2 separate regions of the Mus musculus genome follow, and region 1 is linked to region 2. The links are chromatin contacts, called in public HiChIP or PLAC-seq maps. All regions are on one chromosome and are shown on one strand. Each heading gives the region's core, a stretch centred on a gene start, on an enhancer-like site or on the middle of the called end of the contact. The rest is flanking DNA. Distances are from core to core; before and after follow the strand shown. Region 1 holds the start of B930092H01Rik (RIKEN cDNA B930092H01 gene). Region 2 holds the start of Uaca (uveal autoantigen with coiled-coil domains and ankyrin repeats).

Evidence for each region. HiChIP or PLAC-seq counts read pairs in DNA pulled down with a chosen protein or histone mark.
Region 1: a FOXA1 HiChIP or PLAC-seq map of pancreatic cancer cells shows a contact between it and region 2. The contact joins the promoter of B930092H01Rik here to the promoter of Uaca in region 2. A contact is called at or near these places in 2 of 115 datasets of contacts at active chromatin or transcription factors (extraembryonic endoderm stem cells and pancreatic cancer cells) and 1 of 9 other capture datasets (pancreatic islet).

Annotation. Positions count from the first base shown.
Region 1 is chr9:61,290,009-61,295,224 of GRCm38.p6, reverse strand. B930092H01Rik (RIKEN cDNA B930092H01 gene) reads left to right here and starts at 1,416. Exons shown (of 5, transcript NR_045334.1): 1 at 1,416-1,457; 2 at 2,466-2,531.
Region 2 is chr9:60,793,119-60,797,876 of GRCm38.p6, reverse strand. Uaca (uveal autoantigen with coiled-coil domains and ankyrin repeats) reads right to left here and starts at 3,435. Exons shown (of 19, transcript NM_028283.3): 1 at 3,185-3,435. The coding sequence starts at 3,268.

The sequences.
Region 1 (5,216 bases), core at 167-2,666, 500 kb before region 2:
AGGGAGGTCCAGGAGCAATCCCTGGAGCACATGGCCGAGGGCCAGCTAGGCCACAGTCCCTACCCTCTGCTGCAGCGCTGAATATCATTCCCAGGGCCCACTCTGGCTATTGAAGCCTTTGCTTCCCACTTGGCTTGTCTCCCGCCTCAGCCACTGAAGTGTTCTTCCTCAGTTCTCAGCTACAGAGACGGGGACTTTCTCCCAGGAATGTGTCTGTTCCCCCCCCCCCCCCCCCCAGAATCATTCCTCTCCATCAGTTTATGGATGCTGGTCCAATGACCTGGATGCTAGACCACTGGAGGCAGAGAGTGTGGAGGCAGAGTTGCTCTCCATCGGCCAAGAGCAGCCAGGTCTGCCGCTTTCCCTCAGCTTCAGGGGAACTGCTTGGCATCTTAGGAAAGCAATGAACTGGGAATCAGGACATCTAACCCCTGGTCAGGCTTTGACCTGTTGTTCTAAGGCAGAGGAGAGCCAGACAACCTGAGGCCAACAGAACTCTATGAGCTACTCCTTGCATGGGTCCCAGTGAGATGGTAGGAGGGGACAGGTATGGGTGGCAGTCCCTTCAAGGCAGAATTTGGGAGGGGTGTTTTTTCCCAGGAGGTCCCCTTCCTCTGAATCCTAGCCATCTCTCCATACTCATCAGAAGTGTGGAGGTTTGGGGCTAGGTGTTCTCAACAGGCCCAGCTTATACAGTTTCAAAGCACCTTCCAAGAAAGAGAGCAACAGTCACCAGAGGTTAAGAACAGTACTCACTCAGAGAGGTTCAGGGCAGGAGTGTTGGCTGTGAAAGTATGAGGACCTGGGTTCGATCCCCAGCACCCTGGTAAAGGCAACTATGGTGTTACACATCTTTAATCTCAGTGCCGGGAAGATGGAGAGAAGATCCTTGGAACAGCCTAGCAGAGTTTGCAAGTTCAAGACTAGTGAGAGATCTTGATCCAAAGAACAAGGTAGAGGGGTTCCTGTGCAATGACCTCTGGCTTCCACAGAGGACATGTATACATACATATTCACATGTACTCACTCACACACATGCACACATATTCACACATCAAGCCACCCATACCCAGCAAAACCCCTATTGGGTTCAGTCTCCCATGCTGAGCCCATCCTCTTCTGAGGGACCCAGACTGTAGGTCTTCCAGAGAGTTGGTGAGTTAACCCCATGTTCTGTCTTTAGATTGGCTTCAGGAAGACTGTGGGCCAAGGCTGGCCGCCACCTCCTCCTAAACTAAAACTCAGCCGTCTGGGTCGAAAGACTACACTGTGTCCCTGGGCATGCTCCACATTTCCTCCCCAGCTGGCAGGGAGGGCACAGGCAGTTTCACACACTGAGATCTTGGCTCCCCAATGGGCAGCCTCCCTGAGGCGAGAGCCTGGCTTTCCTATTTTGGCCTAGGGCAGCCCCAGGCACAATCCACAATCGGTTCCCTGAAATGATGCTGGTGACTGAAGTGAGTGGTAGGTGGGGTCACCCCCTCTAGTCGGAATGGGTGTGCTTCTGGAACCTTCTGCTTAAATGGTTTCTGACAAAGCCTGAGAGGCAGGGGGAGGGGCCGCCTGCCTCTCCTAAACTACATTGTTCCTAATGGGCTGTGTTCTCGGCTGATGAGAGAGATGTTCAACAGAAACCTGACAGAGAAGGCTACAGACTCAGGGATGAGTGAGTAATTAGACGCTAATTAATTTGCATTTCACAAGAGAATCAGGGATGTTAAGGGAGGAAAAAAAACCCTGCAAAGATTAAAGGCCTCATGTAGAAGGAAAATCTGGGACAAAGGGCCGGTGGAGCAGCCGTAGCTGAGGGGGGGATGTCAGCGGGAACAGGTGGCCATGTGGGCATTCAATGGAGCAGGTGTGGCTGTAGCCAGGGAGGTCAGAAAGGCCTGGGTTTCCTGCAGTGCTCAGGACTGTTCCACAGACTACCCTGAGCTGCCTGCTGGGAGTGTGGCTAAGTGCTCCCCTCCCCCCAGGCTGGCCTCAAACTTCTGAGTAGCTGAGAATGGAATCAGCCTGAACTTCTAATCCTCCTGCCTCCTCCTCTTCCTCAAAGACTGAATTACAGGCATGTGCTATCATGACTGGTTTATGTAGTCCTGGGGATTGAACCCAAGGACTCATGGATAAAAGGCGAGAACTCTACTAACTGAACCACGTCCCCAGCTTTGGTGGGAGAGACAGCAAATGACATGTGTAAAAAAAAAAAAAAAGAAGTTTCTGTCTCTTAATCTTCTCTGTAAAAGATGCAAAAACGGTGGTTTTATAATTAAAGTTATTTAAATCTTATATTTTAATGGCATTTTTTTTTTTTTTTTGGAGACAGGGTCTCTTTATGCAGTCTGGCTGTCCTGGAATTCACTCTATAGTCCAGGCTAGCTTCCAACTCAGAAATCCACCAGCTCTGCCTCCCAAGGGCTGGGATTAAAGGTGTGCGCACTCACACCTGGCTCCTCTTTTAACAGGGCTGTAACAAAGAGATCAGTGCTGCCTTTGGCCTCTGGACAAGTGACTGCTTCTCAAAACAGAAGGTAGGAGGCAAGTGAGGTGGCTCAGAGGGTGGAAGAGTCACGTGTTCCACATGCCATCCAGAAACACCCTGCTCACATGTGTAGCAGGTGGGCAACCTGCAACTCTTGTGTCTTTGAATTCCTGCCCTGGCTGCTTTTGCCTCTCTGGAGCAGCCTGCACTTCATTTCAGAGCAAGACAAGGGTGTCGCAGTTATCTAGATGTTGCTGTAACAGACTATCTGAGACTGGAGAATTTATAAAGAAAAACGTTTACTTAAGTTATAATCCTGGAAGCTGGAAGCTCAGAACTGGGCAGCCACGTGCAGCTGAGCCATGTGGTGGTTGTGAGCAGACACCTGTAGAAGGGACAGAACCAATGAAGCAGACTTGCTTGCAACGGCTGGCTTTCTGGAAAATGAGTCCGGTCCAGGGAGAAAGACATTCATCTCTTTTTGACCACTCACCCCTGTCTTAAGGCTCACCTTCTAATACCTCCACAGCAACAACCACATTTCAGCATGAGGCCTTGTGCAAAAGAGCATGAGTTTGATCCCCAGAACCCCTAGAAAATAAATACACTTGTAAGCCCAGGGTTAGGGAGGCAGAGATAGGCTGACCATGGGGCCAACTGGCTAGGCAGCTTGGCTTATAAGGAGTGACATTCAAACTTAACCTCTGGCCTTAATAAACACACACATACACACACACACACACACACACACACACACTCACGGGATGGCCTGATGCTTCCTGCCACTCCCTGGCCTAATCCAATTGATTGTCTATTCACCAACTCTTTCCCATAGAACCTAGCATGGGACCCAGTTGACAGGAGACCATCCAGCCTGGGGGCAGTGATGACCACTCCAGGGGAGCTGTAGGTTTCCATGGGAACTGGGATCATCCCCATCTTGGTCTCTCTGGGTCTCAGCATGACAAGGAAGAAACACAGTGTGGTACAGGGGCCTGAAGACTTGGGTGTGGCCTTGGCCAAAACTCTAGAACACTGTGTGTCTTTTGGTGTCTCTGAGCCATATTAAAATGGGCTAGCCTCCAGGGACCTGCCTGGGTCTTTTGTGATTGCTATAACAAGCTCTATGAACGTGGTAGTTTTAAAGCACGGAAATCTACCTTCTCTACAGTTTTTAGAGGTCACAAAGCCAACATCAGTGTCCCTGGGCTAAGACCAAGGTGGCTTTGCAAAGCTCTCTCCAGGTGACAATTCATTCCTTGCCTCTTCCACATCCAGGTGGATGCAGGTGACCCTTGGTTTGTGGCCTTGTCACTTCATCTTCAGCACCAGTACCTTCAGATCTCTCTCCATCTCTCTTCACATCGGCTCCTCTGCTGGTGTCTGCTTATCCAGCCTCCCTCTGTCTGCATACTTGTGGCCACTTTAGCTTCACACTCACCCTGATAATCCTGGATCATCCTGCCTCCAGGCCTCCTCTTAATTATATTTGTAGCAGGCCTTTCTCTAGGTGATACCACATTTACAGGCCGTGAGGGTAGAATGTGATGTCTTTGGTCCTCCAACAGAGCAAGCCCTTGTATCTCTTCTCTGACTGCAGCTGTGCTTGCCTGCATAGCTCAGAAAATAATTCTGTAGGAATTATTTTCGATGTGTATTGACTAACCATCCAGCTGTTTTGCTCATGGCTGTCTCTTTTAGCAACTACCACTCTAGCCAATCTTTTTTTTTTAAGTATTACATTTATTTATTTGTTTGTTTGTTTGTTTATTTATTTATTTATTTTTTAGTGTATGTGTGTGCATGCGCATATGTATACCGAGGCAGGTGTGGAGGTTTAAGGACAGCTTGCAGGGTTCAGTTCTCTCCCTGCATCATGTGGCTCCCTAGGACTGAACTCAGCTCCTCCAGCTTGGCGGTAAGCAGCTTTACCTGCTGAGCCAAGGCTCCATCGCAAGCTATCTTAAGGAAACACATAGTATGCGCTCCATGCTTCACACACATTCCGTCACTTGCTCCTGCCTGGGGAAGTCAGGGCTGTGAGAATCCCTTGTAGAAGTGAGACAAGGGGAGGAGGGTAGGGGGGGAGTCAAGAACTGTGGAATGCCCCCTCCAGGTAGCTGACTATAAGGCTCTGTCATCACCCATCCACATTGCTGGCCCAGCATATACAGGGGTTCTCTGAAGTGACTTACAAAGTTTGGTCCCTTTTGAACTTTGAAGCCGTCTGTTATCCGATCCAACAAATTGCAGACATATCCCAGAAAGGATTGTTCTAGACAACTGAAAATCTAATTACAAGAGTCAGAAACCAGGTCCTTTAGGGCTGCATCTGTGTGTGACCTCCACCATTAAGCAAAACACAGCTAAGGAGTAGGGCACAACCTGGTCTCAGCTTGCCTGGTGGCCAGCACAGTCGGTGGCTTTTATTATTCTCTGTCTCTGGGCTGATGAAGACCTTGCATATCTGTGTAGGTTGGGCCTCATGGCTAAACTATCTGTTCATCTGTGTGTGCACGTGCGTGCACGTGTGATCGCGTGTGTGTTCCACCAGCCCTTGCATTGCTTCTCCAGGAGACCTGTATTTCCCCTTGGCCCCGACTTTAATTTCAGACCCTAGAAGCGCATATGACTTAAATACTATGTTTGTACGAGGAGCCTGCCATGGAAGCCGTCTACAGTGAATCCCTTGTGTTTCCAAAAGTCCAGAGGTGGGAAGGAGGCTTGGCCTCTG
Region 2 (4,758 bases), core at 2,186-4,685:
GAACTTGGAAAGAGAAACCAAGCTGTAAGGCCTCTTAAATTACAGGGAATAGATGTTTAAAAATAAAACTGAGCCGGGCTGGGTGGGGTGGCCCATGTCTCTAATCCCAGCATTCAGGGGACAGAGACAGGTGGGTCTATGAAGACAGCCTGGTCTACATAATGTGTTCCGGGGTAGCCAGGGCTACACATAGTGAGATCCTGTCTAAATAAATGTGATGAAGCTAAGAAAAAAAAAAAAGTGCATACTAAGAGAAATCTGGAAGGGTTGTGTTCAATATTGCCACTTAAGAAGATCAACATGTGACATTAAGTCATAAAACCAAAAGTTAAATTCTATCAAAACAACCCCTTTCAACATAAGGATTGCTATGACCATAACGAATCACAACAAATAGCTAAGAGTGAATCTTAGACGTTTTGTGAAAGGCCTCAGTTTCCTGGGTGTGAAATACATAAACAAGTCAACAATGCACAGAAAGGTTAAAAAAGATGAACCTTGCAAAAGATGCAGGAGGCTCAGGACACCAAAAGAGAGTAAGTTCACTCACAAGGGAAATCCAGATCGAAAGGAGCACTAGCTAGGAGCAGTCTGTGAGAGGACTCAGTGAGTAAAAGGGCTAGCCACCAAGCCTGACCTGAGTTCCATCCCCAGGATCCACACGGCAGGAGACTCCTGCTCGCTGTCCTTTGGCCTCTGCATACACACTCTGACACACTTGTGCCCATACACAAGCAAACACACACGATAGATAGATAGATAGATAGATAGATAGATAGATAGATAGATAGGTAGATAGGTAGATAGATAGATAGACAGACAGACAGACAGACAGACAGACAGACAGATATTTTTTTAAAAATTAAAGTATCAGGATACACTGTATCTTACCTATCAGACACATGTGCTGCTATTGAGAGAGAGACAGAGACAGAGAGAGACAGAAAGACAGAGAGAGAGAGAGACAGTGTGTGTGTGTGTGTGTGTGTGTGTGTGTGTGTGTGTATCTGCTGAGATGTGCTTCCTCTGGAAGGGCATGAAGGCAAATAATAACCCTAGAGGCTTCTGAAGAAGGTGGGGGCTGAAGGACAGAGATGAGAGCCTGACAGTCTGACAGACCATTGTAAATATTTTTGTTCCCGGAAGACATTAAATATCCTGGATTTATTCAAAAAGGTTGAAAGGCAAAAAGAGAGATGAAGAGAGCAGCCTAGTCAGAAACATACACACACACACACACACACACACACACACACACACACACACACACGCGCGCGCGCGCGTACAACCAAACCAGAGATAGAGATTCTGGGCTGTATAGGTTGAAAAGCTACAGGGTCTGTTCTTCCCGTTCACCCACATTATCCTGCTGGTGCGTGGCTGGTTTAGCTAGCCCCTTTCATTTAAAAAAAAAAAAAAAAAAACCCCACGGAATATATTCTGCACCTTAACAAACTGAGAAGTGTGTGTTGCTTCGGAAAGAACAGTTTTTGCACCACGCATTTTAACTGTTAGGGTGTTATTTTGAGAAATGGCAAAATGCTCAGTTTAGTGTGTACTGAAGACAAACTCAAGAGAGACTCATGCGTGTCAAGCCAACGCGGCGCATACTGAATCCAGCAGCAGCAGCAGCAGCAGCTACAACCTCAGGGCTTCCTCCAGGAGAAATTCAGCTGCAAGTCTGGAGAAAGGCAGATCTTCTGCTAGGGAATGGGGAAGATGCTGATCTGTAACCATGGCTACCCCAAAACACTATGTTTTTCTGACAAATATTTTTTTTTAAGCCAAGCAAAAGAAAACCTTTTCCCCATGACTTTACCAAACAAATTCAGGCGTGGTCAAACATCAAAGAGCAAGCCTGCTGTCCGAATCTACTGTCATTTCTTTCTCTGCCCCACACAATCCCACTTTGTTTGTTTGTTTGTTTGCCTGGTTTTGAGTCACGCTTTCATATAACCCAGACTGGACTCCAACTCCCTACATAGCCCAGACTGGCCTTGAATTCGTGATCCTTCTGCCTCTGCCACCCAAATGCTGGGATTACAGACAAGCATCACCACACCCAGACTCCAAATCATTTTTTCAACTTTTTTGTTTTTGTTTTTGTCGAGACAGGGTTTCTCTGTATAGCCCTGGCTGTCCTGGAACTCACTCTGTAGACCAGGCTGGACTCGAACTCAGAAATCCGCCTGCCTCTGCCTCCCCAGTGCTGGGATTAAAGGCGTGCGCCACTACGCCCGGCTCTACTTATTTTTTTTAAGTCTAGTTTCGCCAGTTTCCTTGAAGGCCAACTAAACTACTACTAAAGGTAATCCTTCAGAAAGACACCGATCTGAATAAATTCAAAACCAGGCACAAATGAATTTGTATTCTCATAGAAAGCATATAACCCCTAACTAAAATCTGTATAAAATTATAAAAGTCCATTTTAATTACGAACATCGGGCAATTTGCACATTCCATTTCCTCTGTGTTTGACTCTGCAAGACTTTTAAAATAGAACTTCCTTAATAGCAGAATTTTGATGAGACGGCCATTCTAACCTGCCAAATTATCCAAGTTCCAACATCTGCAGTCAGGATGTTTCCCAAGATTTCTGCTCTCTCTGCCAACTTACAGAGAAGCCTCACAACTCCGCTTCTCTCCCGCCGCACACCGAGGCCAGGCTTCAGCTCGGCACCCACGTTACGCACCCACCTGCCCCACCTGGGATTTACTCTGCCAACAGGACAATCACCTTCCCGACTTCGCCATCTCCAGGGTCAAACACAAGCGGGGCTTTGTCTGCATTCGAGAGATCCCTATTCTCGCCCAGCCTGGCTGAGAACCAGACTTCCCCTGTGACAGCCTCAGCGGAGGACACATAACTTCTCTCTCTCAACTCAGGCACGGCTGAAAGCCGCGGAGCCTGGTGGGTCCGGAGTCCGCACCGGCTGCACCGGGTGGAAGACAGGAGCCACCTGGCCCCGGTATCGCGGGCGCCGAGCGCGATGGGACAAGCGAAGAGCAGGATGGCACCACGGGAAGACAGAGAGGGGGTCCCCCCGAGGAAACAAGTGGGAATAGGGTACTCCGCAAAGGTCAAAGTGAGAAGGGGACGTAGGACTTCTCCGCGAATCTCAGATCTGCCGTGAGGGACGCAACAGAGAGGGTCCCCGAGGTCCCCGCCTCAGGAGCTGCTCACCGTGCTGGCCACCGCGGTGGGCGATGAGGGTGACGTGGGGCCGGGCGCGTCCTGCTTCCACAGTCGGGACTTGAGGCTCTTCATGGCCACGGCTCTCAAGGGTCCGGGTTCCCACCAGATTGCGGGCTGCGAGGGCAAGAGCCGGAGCTGCTGACGCCCCGGAGCGCGCGGGGCCCGCCCCACCTGCCACCTGGGGCCCCGGGGGCCTCGCTCAACCGGGTCCCTCCGGCAGCCAATCGGGCCCGTCTCCTGGCTGGGGTGGGGTCGGTTCTGACCAATCGGAAACCGGGAAGGGGGCGGGACTTCCCTTTTAAACTTCGTAACACTCTTCCTCTCCCCTCTGGAGGAAAAGTTGGGGAACTTCAGCTATGCAGCGTGTAGAGTTGTGCTACTCAGTGAGCGGAGGCACAGCGCCGGCTTCTGGCCTGTGGTTCCTGCACACTTGGGTGGTCTAAGGTTAGAGAAATCCAGCCTAGACCGGTTCTTATCTCCCCAGGCTCCCCTCTTCTTCCCATTCGCGAGCCCATTATAGGCTAAACATATCTTCCTCCTATCGGGTCCCGGCTTACCTACCTACAAACCAGCTTGCAGGGGCAACTTCCCATCCAGGATCTTCATGAGAACACACGACTCCAGGACCACAAGTCTAACCGCCACACACATGGGGATCTCTGAGGCCAACAACAAGCCTGTAAGAAAAGGGAGCTGCTTTTTCAGATGGACAGTTAACAGACTAGGGGTCAGTTTCCGCAGTGCTGCTGGAGAGATAGCTTAGCAGTTATGGTCACTGGCTGTTCTTGTGGAGGACGGAGATTCGAGTCTCAGGACCTACGTGGCAGCTCCCAAATGTCTTTATCCTCAGTCCCAGGAGAGGTGATGCTCTCTTCTGGCCTCCGTGGTTAAGTGTTAGTGCACTGCTGTGGAGGAAAAGATGGAACAGAGTATCGTCAATAAAACTTCACTTGTAGCCAAAAGTGAGAAAAGAAATTGACCAAAAGGGACTGGAAGAAGTTGAAGATAAATATAACTGAAATATATTGTATATGAAATTCTCAAAAAATGTAAAATATTATGTTTTTAAAGTGCTTTGTTCTTTTTGTAGACACAACAGGCATAAGTACACAAGGCATTAGCTCATCTGACTCAGAAGTCTGAACCAAGAAAAACTATTTAAGGCTGGGATAAGAACACTGTCTGTCAAACAACAACTACTAATGTCATGTCAACAGGAGGCTTCAAAAATCTTCCTTGGAGTGAGATTTTCCCCGGCAAAATGTTAATTCTCACACACATGGAAAGACAAACAGCCTGAACTCCTCACAAAGGCTCTTTTTGTCTCTAAGGGCAGTTCTTTCTAAAGCTTTCCCTTAGAGTGGCTCTAGTCTTTATTGTAAAAGTGAGGAAGTCTTCAGAACTCTCCTGAAGATACAGTGTTCAGAGACCATTGATCCTCAGCAGAAAGTCAGTAACAGAGAGAGAGAGACAGACAGACAGAGAGAGAGAGAGAGAGAGAGAGAGAGAGAGAGAGAGAATGGGAAAATGGCTAAAGTTTCTCTTGGTTAAACTTAAGGAAT